Linked DNA regions of Cricetulus griseus: region 2 is linked to region 1. Evidence: chromatin contacts called from public Micro-C data. All regions are on one chromosome and are shown on one strand. The core of a region is the stretch at or near the end of the contact, and the rest is flanking DNA. Distances in the headings are between cores, read along the strand shown. Region 1 holds the start of Ston2 (stonin-2). Region 2 overlaps Ston2 (stonin-2).

Region 1 (6,716 bases), core at 3,077-5,576:
AGAGGCTGGGCAGAATTACTAAGGGGTGGGACAAAGCAACCCTTGTGTCCATCTAGAGTCTGCTTTGCATTTTCTCATTAGGAGAACTGCATGTGACATTTAATATAAACCTGGCTGGGCAGGGTAGTACACACTTGTATCCTCAGTACATAGGAGGCTGAGGCAGGAGGACTGCTGAAAGTTCAGGGCTGGTCAGGGCTACATAATAAGGCTCTGTTTAAAAAAAAAAAAAAAAAGCAAGCAATCAGTTAATAAGAACTGGAGGTTCAAGGACTCCTACACACCCTGACACTCATGACCTGGGGCCCCCTATAGCAGAACTATTGGCTCAAGAATGCTAGCACTTTTCATAGGCCCTCCCTTTCAGGTCTCTCCCTCAACCACACCTTAATTTCTGCCTTTAGCAGTTTTCAATGTGAGGCATCTAGACTAGCAGCATCAGCATCTTCAGAACACTGGGCAGAAAAGCTTACTCTCAGGACTGACCCTAGATCGACTGACTGAGAAACTGGGATGGGGCTCGGCGCAGAGCCAGCAGTCTATTGACTGCAGCCTTCCAAGCGAAGTTGATGCAGTCCAAGTTTGAGAACCATGGTTTTAGATTATATTGCAAGATAATGTCAAGATGGGAGAGCATGTGCATTGGAGGAAGATTAGTGAAAAAGACAAGGCCCTCAAGTACGAAGAATTTTCTGGTCCTGGTATTTCGAGACACATGAAGGGTACTTGAGACTGTTGGGTGGGCTCAGAACCTCACCAATTTCAAGCTTCTCCCCACAGTGCTACTGAAGATTTCTGTTTGGCCTGAAAATCTGACCTTCTTAAACCTCAACTTAAAGCCATCCATGAGAAACTGGGGAGACGACCCAGGAGGTAATAGTGCTTGATCCACAAGCATGAGGACCTGATTTCAAGTGTCCAGCACCCATGTAAAAAGCCTTATGAACCTCAGTGGTGGGGGGAGGCAGAGACAGGAGGACTGTAGGGCCCTGCTGACCACCAGCCTAACTCCACGTGCAATGAGAAACCCTGTCTCAAGAGAATGGGGAGAAGAGGGTAGAATAGGATATCCCAAATCCTCCTTTGGCATCTATGTGCACGCACACATATGTGCATATATACCCCCCCCCCACACACACACACCTGCCTTCAGTGGCTGCATCCTGTCTCTAAAATGAAGTCCCAAGTGCCTGGTCCACAACCCAAAATCCTTCATTATCTGCCTCTGGTAACTTCTCTGATCTTGTTTTCTCCCACAGCTTCCAATCTCCACAGCCATGTCTCCCTGTCTGCAGAAAGCTTATACTGTCTCTGACAACACACTTGAACTTGGCCAACAGCATGGAGCTGTATGGACAGCCCCCCCCCCCCCCCGCTCACTTCCCAGCAAACTTTAAGTGTGACAGTGTTGTATCATCTTGCGTCTTTCCCTCTGGCATAAATGAAGTCAATATTGTCTTTGGGCAAGGCTGGTTTGGTTTGGTTTTTAAGTTATGTGGGACTCTAAATGAAGACACACGAGGACCCACCTGGATACGCAGCCTCAATGAGCAAGAAGTTTGAGTGACTGTAGAACAATGGAATTTGGGGTTACTTGTTACTTGTCATTTAGCCCAAGCTGACTACAGCAACACTTGTCATCTTCCGGCCCTGCTTGCAGTGACTTCTCCCCTCTGTTCTACCTTGTTTTCTTTTCTTTTTTTGATTTTTTATTTATTTATTATGTATACAACATTCTGCTTCCATGTATATCTGCACACCAGAAGAGGGCACCAGATCTCAATATGGATGGTTGTGAGTCACCATGTGGTTGCTGGGAATTGAACTCAGGACCTCTGGAAGAGCAGTCAGTGCTCTTAACCTCTGAGCCATCTCTCCAGCCCCCTCTACCTTGTTTTCAATTACCTCACTTCAGCTCCTCATTCCATCCTCAGCTCAAATAGTGAACTCTCAACCTGGCCCTTTTCTCTAAATGGTCACCCTCACTTTTAGAACCTCCTATAGATGCCACACATCTGTACTGTGTGCTGGGAGCCGTGCTATGGGTTTCCCATCTAATAGTGTTATTATTTTTTTTTAATCATACTGTCTCTTTACTATTTAACAAAATCATTATCACTCATGAGGGGACTAGCTCAGAGAATCCCAAGTTTCCCAGCCATAGTTAAAGCCATCGCTCTCACCAGGTGGGAGTCTGGCTTTGAATTCAGCAATCTGCCCTGTGCCACATACCTCTGTCCCTCCCCAGTCGCAAGCTTTCAGATCCTCCCACTCTACTGGGAAGAAAAAGTCTACAGCAACAGCTGAAAGCCACCCTAATCTCACACTTGCATGATTGGCATCTAGAAATGTACTGTAGGCACCGAGACGACGCTGGCTCACTTTTTCTGTATGGTATGTGTATCCTAAGGTAGACAAGGCCTGGACACCACAGAAAAACAGGACTAGTGTGTCTGACCTTTCCCCTCCCAGGTCCAGGCTGCAGGGGTGGGTGGTATGACAAGATAGCAGATGGCCACTGAGAACATAGAAGTCTTTAGGGTTTGTTTCAGAGGAGGAGGCAGGAGAAGGCTCACAACTCCAACAAGTATTGAGTTCGATAGCTTAGGTTTAGGAACACAATACGCATGTAGTCAAATGTCTATTTGATCCTCACATTAAACAGCAAAGGGGTGGGGAGGGTACAATGGCAAAGGACTGAACTAGACCATCTGAGTCAGAAATTCCACCAACTGCATAAAGTTAGAAACACAAATTTCAATTTTCTGTTGGCTGCTGGCACTTGGGTATAAGGTTGAGAATTTACTTTGTGTTTCTGCTTCTCACACCTTTAAAACACTAAGAGTAACTCCTTCATCACCCCAATCAGCCATACGAGAGAGAGAGAGAGAGAGAGAGAGAGGGAGAGAGAGAGAGAGAGAGAGAGAGAGAGAGAGAGAGAGAGAGATATTCAACAAAGTACCATGATATTCTTTTCGGAAAAACATTCACAGGGTTACAAAGCATTGACTGCGAATTCAAATTTATCTCTCCCAACCTTCCCCCGTAGGATATATTTATTACCTTTAAACGATACCATCAGTAACATTAACCTTTTTCTCTTTGGAGAGTACAAAGCTACTAAATGCTCCAAATGACTGTTGGGACAGTTTGGACAGGTCTGATTTACTCCTAAAACAATCATCCACTTCACAATAAACAGTAAGAGCTGGTGTTTATTGAATGATTGGTGCTACGCTTGATATTTTTTTTCAGACACTGGCTTATATAGTCTTCCAAACAACGAGTGCAATCAGTATGCCACTTTATAGATAAGGAGAGCAAAGTAGGCGCATAAAGCCTCAAGGAGACAGGGAGGGAGTGAGAGGAAGGCAAGCAGGGGCAGTAGCTGCACACACCAGAGTTAATGATTCACTTACAGCCCTCAGGCAGCTCCTTTCAACAGAGTCTGGATTGGCGAGCGAGCGAGTGAGCGCGCGCGCGGGCACGCATGGACACACACACACAGACACACACACACACACACACACACACACACACACACACACACACACACACTTCAACTCATCATCCCAGGGAGAGGCCAGTGTCCAGCAAATCTCCCTCCTTCCCTCCCCCTCCCTCCCGAATCTTCAACTCTCCATCCCAACGAGAGGCGGTATCCAGCAAATTGCTTGGCAACACGCGCAGGAAACTCCATCCAAAGCCCGGGGTCCAGGCGGCCCCTGGGCGCTGTCCAGCGGGCAGAACGCCTGAGAGGCCAGGCTGGGGTCTTGCCTCAGAACACCCCGAAGCTGGGGCGCAACGCCAAGGCCAGGATTTCCAGCGGGGGTGGGGCAAGGCACCGTCTCCAAGGACACCTGTTGTCGCCTCCCCACTCAGGACAAGGAAGCCACCCTGGTCGACTTGAATCTCAGGGGAAGGCACTGGCTGGCAAGAAGTGCTGTGATGAGTGTGGGGGTCACGGATGTCTCCCCACGAACACCCCGAGGAGGCCGCCTCGCCTCATCCCTCCTAATCGGGGCCCCTGCGGCTGGCGGTACAGTGGCGGTGGCGCTCGGCGTTGGCTTGGTCCGCGGTGCTCGGGGATGCACGGCGCTAGGACCTTGCGGCCGGCGCCCCCAGCCGTCCACCTGCGGCGCCTAGGTCGCTCCCCGCCGCGGTTGTACTCACCAGCGTCGGGGTGTGCAGTGTCCCGGCGTCGGCGGAGAGGTCCGCGCCACCACCAGCTCCCCAGCCCAGCCTCCGTCCCGCCGCCGCTCCAGCAGAGCTCCCCGCGGGTCGCCTCACCACCACTGCCCGCTCGGCGACTCTGGGCTCGCTGGGCGCCCGCCGGCTCTGGGCGCAGCTCCCGCCTCTCCTGATTGGTCGCAGCTTGTGCGAGAGCTGCGCTCTGATTGGGCAGGAGGAGTGGGATGGGCGGGGTCACTCCCGGAGCCTAGCTGCTCTGGCCTTGGTCCCCCACCTTACTTACCTGGGGCCAACAGGACTCTGAAACCAGCTCCAGTCTCCTCTGCACCCAATGGGGTCGGCCGAGCAAGCAGCTGGGGGGGGGGGGAAGGAACAGGGTCGCAGGGGTGGCGGGAATTAGGGATCATTATGGAATCCAGCTACTCCTCTCTGCGTGCTGGTGGTTGTGAACCTCCACCATGCTGGGAAAGGTGTTCCTCTAGTCTCTCTCATGCAAACCACTTTGACTTTACATTTGTTTTTCCATACTTTTTTACTGTAGGGTCTACACCTCAGGACAGATGCCTGTAAAGGTGCCAAATGGAGCTTGTGAACTCAAATTGAACCCCACACACAATCTGTGTATGGTTCCTACCTCCCAGAGCTCACAAAAGGGAAGCGATTTGTCAGAGAGCCCAATATCGTCAATACATTAAGAACATTGTGCTAGGTACTGTCCAGGAAAAGAGCAAGATGGGCTGATGTCACCCATAAAGAACTTAATACCTAGCTGGAGAGATGAGGCTGATTCATAACATAATAATGACCCTAACATTAACATGGTATATATTATTTGGCAGGCATTCTTCCAAGAACTTTATACACACTTTTATAATCCAGAAATACAGGAAGAGTCTGCCATAAAGACATCTATATGTGCATGAGACATTCTGAAGATGACAGAATTTCATCTGAAAGGGACCAGGAGGGCCCTAATTCTTGTGGGGAGAAGAGGGGACCATAACTGTTCCCATCATGCATCTCTTCCCTGGTACTTCTTTAACCCTCTCAACGTTCCTTCCTACCTGTTCTGGATCTTTCTAAAAACTAAAAGCAGGCGGTGTAAATCCGCAAACCATTCTTACATCTGCTCTGCCACCCAGACGGGCAATGGGTAAAATCAACTCTATTTTCTGTCGTTTATATTAATGAACAAGTAAACAACACACCGTATGCGACCAGTTTTCTCCAAGCATTTCTCTCCTTCTGTGCCTTTAGGCTCACAGAACCCTTAAGAAGTGTATAAAAGTGCTTAAAAGATACCAGTTTGAATCCAGCTGGACCTACGCTAAACAGTGACTGCATCTATCCCAAGCTTAAGAACCACACTTCGCAGGAGAGAATTACCTCCATTTTCTGTCGCTTATATTAATGAACAAAGCATGGAAATGCAGAACGGAGGTGGATTGAACCTCACTTGGTTGGAAAATGGACAGAGATTAGGTGAAGAAAGTCCATTCAGGTGCATCCCTCTTCAAACCTCAGAATCACAGGCACACAACTTTTGACTCCTGGCTGATCACTTTTCATGGCTGTGGCTTTTGCCAAAGCAGAAGTCCCATTTGAATTGCTTAAATGCTCACTTCAAAGGAGAAACACTTGTTTCTGACAGCGTTGGAGGCTGACCCAAGTTGCTGTGTCAAACTGCTCACTTCTGGCTACTGTGAGCTAACCTCAGCCCACAAATGACAAGGGAAAGAATGAAGACCATGGAGTCTAGTTGTCTTGTGGGCGAGGCCACTTATACATAGTTCTATACCCTGTCTCATCAAGAAAAAATGCTTTACTTAGCTCTGGCATTTCTTCTCTCCTGGCTGTCACTTAGCTTTCAAGACTGAACTACAATGTCCCTTCCAGTGTGAGGCCTTCACCAAGTCTCTCAGGAACACAGTAACAGCGTTCTACTCTATCCAGCCTTTACAATCTTCTTCAACCAGATTGTAGTGCTGCACCAAATAGTCCCACTGCCTAGCTTACTATCAGAATATAGTAGGCACTCTGTAAACATGAATGAGACTAAAATTCCCAACAGGTTAATGAAGTGCTAACCGCATCCCTATCCTAAATTTCAAAAGGGTACCCTCCAGTTGCTGAATGATATTGACTTAAAGTTTGAAGCCATTCCATCCAATTGTAGAGGAGCAGCTCCTGTATGTTGGACGATGTTAAGTAAAGAGAAAAATGATTATTTTTATGTACACAAGGTGAGTGAGATTAAATAGTATTAAATAATATGGTAGTTTCTTGAGAAATTAAGTGCAAAGTTGCAACACAACCTAGTAATTCGACTTATATAATCAAGAAGACTGGCCAGGCATGGTGGTGCACACCTTTGAAACCCACCATTTTGGAGACAGAGGCAGTTGGACCTCTGAGTTTGAGGCCAGCCTGCATAGAAAGTTCCAGGCCAGCCAGATCTACATTTGGATCCTGTCTCAAAAAAATATTTTAAAAGAAAAGTGAAATTTTGAAGGTCTGAATAAAAA
Region 2 (7,452 bases), core at 1,284-3,783, 84 kb before region 1:
GCCTTGCCTGAAAGGCGGATGGGCAGAAGCTACACAACCTTTTGGCACAGACACGTCCTGATGAGAATGCTCTCTGTGCTGTTAGGCAGCTTTCATCTTCTCAGGTGTGGAAGGGGAAACATTAAACAGGATTCAGGCATGGTGGGAGGGCTGTCCTCTCCCAAGCATCATTCACTGGGTCCTTACTGCATCTCGGGGAGGGTCTGTGGCCTAATGGGAACATATGTGCACCGAAGAAAGATACTAAGGTACTTAACTGTGAGAAAGGTCAGCAGGCCACCGCCACCCCTTGCACTGAGAATTCATCAGAATAATGAAGAGGAGAACATGGCAGGCAAGACCTGTTACACACCTGTTACAAAGGCACTGTCTGCATCTTTAAAACACTAAATAATGTTGTTCGTGATTCCTGAGCACTCTGTGCATGGGGTGGGATGTTAGAGCCAAGGTGAGCCTTGGCTCTGATAAATGAAGTATGTCAGGGGTTGCAAGATTACCCTCCGCCTGTGTGTGTGTGTGTGTGTGTGTGTGTGTGTGTGTGTGTGTGTGTGTGTGTAGTTTCTTTAATGTCACAACAAAGTTTAATAATAAAATGCTTTAGAATAAAATTGATCTATTTTTTTTCCAAGACAGGGTTTCTCTGTAGCTTTGGAGCCTGTCCTGGAACTCACTCTGTAGGCCAGTCTGGCCTCCAACTGAGAGACCTGGCGGTCTCTGCCTCCCAAGTGCTGGGATTAAAGGTGTGTACGACACTCCCTAGCCCCCCAGCAGCCTCTCTACTTTGTCCTTTTTTTTTCCATTTATTTTATCAAAGGAACAAGAAAAGTGATACACTTCACCACAACTTCATGCCATTTTTAATTTTCCTGTTCTAATTTTGTGGATGAAAGAAACCATCAGTCTCAAAGAGGTGTGTTTCATGAGGTCAAACAACTTCAGAGAAGCAAAGGAAGGTAGTTGATGGTCATATGACACCTAGCTCACCAAAATGTTGTATGGACTTGGAATGGGTGCTCCCCGGAAAGTAAGTCTTACAGGCACGGACCACTGAAGTGAGAACTCAGGGTTCACTTGTAACATTGGCCAGTCACCCACCCCTTCATGCCCCTCGTGATGACTTCATATTTATTACACGGAGCCACTTGGCATCAACATGGTTGTCGAACTTTTAACAGGTTCTGTAGTCGTATTTTCATCTTTGTCAGGAAGTTATATGTCATTCAAAAGTCTAGAGGAGAAATCACTGTCATTATAGGTAACATTCAGATTTCTGTCTGAAGACAAAGCTTGGTTTTGAATATCTGTTCTGAAATTACTTCCTGTCTTCTTGGAAGTGGGAGGTTAGAGGTGTCTTCCCCAGTGTTTCTGCTCCAAAGCCAAGAAGTTCCGTCAGTTAGGCTGATGCTACATGGCATCTGCACCACCTCATACGATTCTTAGTTAGAATGTGAGTCAAGGCTCCAGTGTGTCAGAGGAACCAGAGGGGACCATCGATAGAGAAATGAATGCTTTGTATTGGTATGGATTTTGGTTTGTTGATACAAATTTAGGGTCAATTTTGTTATATTTCTACTCTTGTTTGGATATTGTGTTTGTACAGTTCTTTTGAAAATGTAATGTATAATTAAATGCGGATTATAGATAGTCACCTATAATGGTCAAAACTTATAGTTATGTTGGTTGGGTTTTCGAGATACAGAGATATGTTTCAATGGATAGGTAGTTTCGGAATCTTTCAAAGACCTACAGAATGTGACATTCAGAATGGTTTATTGGGGTTTTTGATGACAACGAGACACAACTGCTCCTGGCAACACCAATTGCATTGGAGAGGAAGATGGATGTCAAAGAAATTCGTTATGGAGCTTGCCTTTAACATGACAGGAAGAGCCATTTGGATAAGAAACTGTTCTTGCCTGGACTTTTTGAAAGCATGCAAGCTGTCCAAAATGGACAAGCAAGATTCAAAGAAAAGTAACTGCTAAACTTGCCAAGGGACAATTGGTCCTTCAAAAAGTCTGCCAGACATTCTGGGCCTATGGGCCCCAACATTACAGAGGAACTTTGGCTGACTGTCCGGGCATCAAGATGTCTCTGTCATTTCTAGAGTTTATATATTATCTTACTGGGGTCTTTAATTGAGTTGAAGACAGATAGTTATGGTTATAGTTTGCCTTAGTTATGATAAAAGATAAGTTACATATAAAACTTTAGACTCACAAAGATAGGATAGATGATAGAATATTTTCTTTAAATTTTGCCAAATGTCAATAAACTAAATATTGTTAAGTATATTCTTGCTTGGTAACTGTTTTGTTATATATAATTTGACTATGTTAAAGTTAAAACTTTCCTTTTTATTTAGACAGAAAAGAGGAGATGATGGGGGATGTCCTTCTGAATTCTGTGAATATGTTTCTCTTATTGGTTGGTGACTAAATGCTGATTGGACATTAGTCAGGCAGGAAGTAGAGGTGAGGTTACCAGATTAGGAGAAGGCTGGGAAGAGGAATTCAGTTAGTCACCAGAGGGGTGCCTTGTAGCTGAAGGAGAAACATGCCAGAGCATTGTGGGTAAGCCACAGCCTCGTGGCAATGCATAGTTTAGTGGCAATGGGTTAGTAATTGAGAGAGAGCTAGCCAGTGGGAGAGGCCTGAGCCATTGACCAAACAGTTTATAATTGGTAGATTCTTCGGGGACTAGGTGGGGCAGAAACTCCATCAACAGAACATGACCCTGAAAATCCAAGTGAGACTCTATAGGTCCCTGAGTCACTTCAGGGGCCTGAACAATGTGCCTCATCTAGTACCTGGTGAAAAGTTTCTGCACCCTGATAAGCCTCAACAACATCAGGATGCTAAGCCTCAGAGAAGCTTTTCGTTATCTCTTGATACTTCTGTATCTTAGTTCTCAGACAAACATTCACGATGACCCTCTCACACTGCCCAGGACTCACACATCACAGTCCGTGGTTCACACTTCATAAAATGTGCAGGGTGAGCTGGATCTGGAGAGATATGCACATAACAGAAGAACAGCTTCTTCTTCCCCTTCCAAGAGGCCAGAGTATCTAGGGGCACAACAGATTTGCCAGTTCACATAGCCATGTAGGAAATGTACATCTATCTATAAGGACGACAGAAAAGGAGCCTAGAAGAAGAGAGCACCAGATTATGACTATAGACCTCAAAAATTTCATAATATTTTAAACAATTATTTTTAATCGTATGTACCTGTGCTTTTCTGTGTGTAGGTATGCGCAAGAGTGTGCTGGTATACCAAGAGCGATTTCAAGGATGGTTAAGTGCGATGGGGAAAGAGGTCAAGAATAAGCAAGACAAGGGGACCCTGCCTAAATGGAGTGGTCTGGGGAGGCTTTCTTCGGGAATAAAGAAAGTGGGTGACTAGTGGTCTCTGTGAAGGTCACCAGGAATGGGCTTCTAGGCAAAGAACAGCAAGTAAAAGCGCCCTAACCAGCAAGAACGGCAGGCATGAACACAAGAATGCAGAGTGTTCTGGGCAACACAGTGAGGATGCTGTGATTGGCTGTGACAGAACTGGGTCCTACGTTGGGATACTAGCATGCATGTGAAAAGATGCTATTATGGCATATGCTTATATATATATAGTCTTTGTTCTGTTTTCCCAGGCAGAGCTCCTACAACCCTTGTAGAGAAGGGTGCAGGGAAAAAAAAAACTTTTGTTCTAATGATTGGTCCTTGAACCCACTTCTTGACACTGAGCTTCTAAATTCCTTGGATTCCCCTGAGTGACAGAATCTTTTTGTTTTAATGAGGCAACTTTTGGTAGACTCCTGGAGAGCCTCAGGATAGGGGCTGGTTGTCAGGAGAACAAAGCATGTGACCAGAGTTGACTTCTTAGCTCCATCTCCCAGAACTGTGGTAAAGTAAACACTGAAGCCTGGGCTGATCACCAATAGCCACTGATGTCATCAACGTGTCCACTAAATGAAGCCTCCACAAATCCCCCAAAGGTAATTGCACATGAAGAGGATTTCTGGGAGGTGGCATGCCCAGAGAGGGCACAAGAGCTCTGTGCCGCTTCCCAACAATGTCCCCCTATCATCTCTTCCATCTGGTTTTTGACCTTTATAATAAACTGGCCAATGTCACAGAGGGTTTCCCTAAGTTCCCTGACAGGATGTAGTTAATTAATCAAACTCAAAGTAGGGGTCACGGGAATCCCCAATTTATGCCTAGTCAGACAGACATCTAGCTGGCACCCTAGTGACTGACATCTGATGGAAGAGTATACTATCCTGGGACTGAGGAACAACCTTGGGTCATTATACAGTTTCCTAAGCCAGAGTGGAGTTGAACATTCAGGCATCTGGTGGACATCTGGGTGATAGTAGCCAGACAGCCCCACATAGCTCAGCTCCCAGAGGTGAAGTATTCCATGCTGAGAATAAAATTGGGTTATCTATCACTTAGAAGAGCACTTCATAAATCTAGGCAGATGTCCCAAGGGTGCGTGTCAGGATGGTGTTTGGACCCACTGTAAAAGGAAACCGCAAGCCAAGTTCAATAGCAATTACAGAAGATGTGGGGGCAGGAACAAAGAGGGATGGAACTACTTCTAAAACCCCAAGCAGCGGCGAAACCAACCCACCAAAAACCAACCAAACAAAACCCTTAAGTTTTAAATATGTAAAAATAAAATCTTATTTTTTTATTCAATAAAATCCCTGTACTCTAATTAACTCACAAACAAAAACATCACTCAGGTAGATTAAGGAGGTCACTCAAACATACATTGGCCCAGTCTCAACCTGTACATTTCAGAGGAGTTCTATATGGTTAGAATGGCTATTCTGAAGACAGGTTTTTGTTTGTTTGTTTTGTTTTGTTTTGTATTGTATTGCTGTCTTTTTTCTGTCTTTCTTTGTTGTTGTTGTTGTCCATTTGTTTTCTGAGACAGGGTTTCTCTGTGTAGCCCTGGCTGTCCTAGAACTCGCTCTGTAGGCCAGGCTGGCCTGGAACTCAGAGAGATCCGCCTGTCATTGCCTCCCAGAGTGCTGGGAAAAGGTGTGTGCCACACTGACAGTTTACTTCAGGTTTTCTACTTTGACTACCAATTCCATTTTTATGTACTTACCCACCATCAAAAAAAAAAAAAAAAAAAAAAGAAAACCACGAGAGTTGAAACCGGAAAAAAACCCAAAGCTTTGTACCCTCTCTCATGGCTCCTGTGTCCTTTCCTTGCATTCCGTCCTTTGTTCTCATCCAACATTGCCTTTTCTGCTCACATATATGCCTGTACAACAGAGGCTAGGATCTACATATGAGAGGCAGAATATGCACTTTGTTTTGAGTTTAGCTCACTCGCTTAATAGTATGCTTCCCAAGCTCATCCATTTTTCCGATAAATATCATGATTTCATTTTTCTTTACAGGTGAGTAACATTCCATTTTGTATATGGTAGCACATTCTTGTTAGCCATTAGTTTGTTGGTGAACATCTGGATTGGTGCCATTCCCTTGCTACCATGAATAGAGTGGCGATAGCATGGATCTATAATAATCATTATGGTACAATATGGGGTTGTCTAGATACATGCCCAGGAGTGGAATCTTATGCTGGATCATATGGCAGTTTGATTTTTAATTATTTTGAGGAACCTCCAAATTGATATTCACAATGGCTCTATTAATTTGGACTCACACAATGAATCAAGGTTCATCTTTCCTCATATCCTCTGCAGCATTTTTTTTTGGGGGGGGATAGGATAGATTTCTTGACGATAACCATTTACACTGGGGTGAGGTTGTATGTCAAAGTAATTTTAATTCGCATTTCTCTTATAATTAGGGATGTTGAACACTTTTCAAAAATAGCTATTGGTCATTTGTGTTTCTTCTTTTGAAAACTGTTCAGTCTTGGAATTTTGATAGGTATTGCATTAAATCTAAAAATTGAAAATCAGGCAGAAAAATACAGGGGAAGAGGGGAAGAAAGAAAGAAAATCTTAGTTGAGTACTGTGGTTCGTGCTGTTAGCCCAACACTTGGAAAGCTGAGACAGGAGGATTGCCATAAGTTTGAGGTCAACCTGGGTTACACAGCTTGATTACATAGTTATAGGCCAGCCTGGGCTACAGAGTGACAGAGTGACATTCCAGGCTAAAGAGGTCAGAGGTTAGGCACAGGAAACCATGGAAGGTTTATGAGCTCAGGTGGGACATAGCTAGAGTTGTGCAGTCCTGGGTTACCCAGGCATACAGCATGCACCAGCAAATGACAGTGAAGATCTCTGGAATCTCCTGGGATGAGCTGGTTTATTTCTTTGTATTCTGAAGGCCCTGGGATATAATGCCAGACCAACATCAGGTAGAAAGCACTTGATTAGCAGTCTGTGTAGTTTGAACTTCAGAGCCAAAGAAAGTGCAGCACCTGCCCAATCTAGTTACTTTTCTGTTGTTTGTATGTTGGGTTTGGGGCTTTTTTTTTTTTTTTTTCTTTTGAGACAGGGTCTCATTACAGCCTTGGCTAGATCACAGTCATGATCTGAAAACCATTCCTTGAGACAATTCTGTTTACACAAGGTGAGGATATAAACTGTTCACTCATTCAAAATAGGTATATAGATAAGGGATAGATTTGGAAAATAAAAATTATTACCAACTACTATTCATATCTAAGGGTTTTTTTTTTTTTTTAACCCCCGCTTCAAAAGTCTGGTCCTGAGTCCTAGTCTTAGAAAAATCAAATATTGCTGCTCATCTAAGCCATCACTGATGGAAATGGGCTCTCAAGGTGAATTTGGCTTTTTGTAATTGAGATAACTGAGGTGCAGCAATTACAGCAACTAAGTGGGTTTGCTGACTCCCAGAGTGCCACAAAGCCCTTGAGATTTCTTCTAGACTCTTCTGGGTCATACAATTGTGTATACCGTGGCAAAAAGCTCTGCTAATATCATATATTAACATTAGGTAAAGCCAAGAGACCTTTCTTTTCCTTTTTTGTATATGTGTGTGTGTGCATGTTCATGTATGTTCGCATGTGTGCAGAGAAGCACGTTCACATGTGTGCATGAATATGGAATGCAAATCCTTTTTGCTTGTATGTGGCCCCTTCTACACCTCTGTTGCAAAACTGTTTCTTCTGATACGTAAACATTCATCCTAGTCGGGCGTTGGTGGTGTATGCCTTTAATCCCAGCACTCAGGAGGCAGAGGCAGGTGGATCTCTGTGAGTTTGAGACCAGCCTGGTCTACAAGAGCTAGTCCCAGGACAGCCTCCAAAGCCACAGAGAAACCCGGTCTCGAAAAACCAAAAAAATAAAACAACAACAACAACAACAACAAAAAAAAAAACAAAAAAAAAAACATTCCATCCTGCAGGGAATCTCCTTAAACAGGAAGGTAAATAACTCAAAATAACTTCAGGAAGTCCCGGAAATTGACCAGATTCATCAGGCCCCTCCCTGCCGG

What was found. Hi-C and Micro-C count contacts between places; a contact is called where the count stands out from the background.
Region 2: a Micro-C map of the CHO-K1 cell line shows a contact between it and region 1, with 1.9 times the contacts expected there. The contact joins the enhancer-like site here to the promoter of Ston2 in region 1. A contact is called at or near these places in 2 of 8 Hi-C or Micro-C datasets (both in the CHO-K1 cell line).

Annotation. Positions count from the first base shown.
Region 1 is chr5:113,133,167-113,139,882 of CriGri-PICRH-1.0, reverse strand. It overlaps Ston2 (stonin-2), which reads right to left and starts at 4,326. Exons shown (of 7, transcript XM_027418645.2): 1 at 4,174-4,326.
Region 2 is chr5:113,214,787-113,222,238 of CriGri-PICRH-1.0, reverse strand. All of the region lies in intron 4 of Ston2 (stonin-2), which reads right to left. Among named protein-coding and RNA genes, the nearest start is that of Ston2, 83 kb to the right of the region's middle. Within about 2 kb of position 2,533, at least 1 of the 6 cell types and tissues checked has open chromatin away from gene starts, as enhancers often do. A contact at or near this core is called in the CHO-K1 cell line, where this site is marked.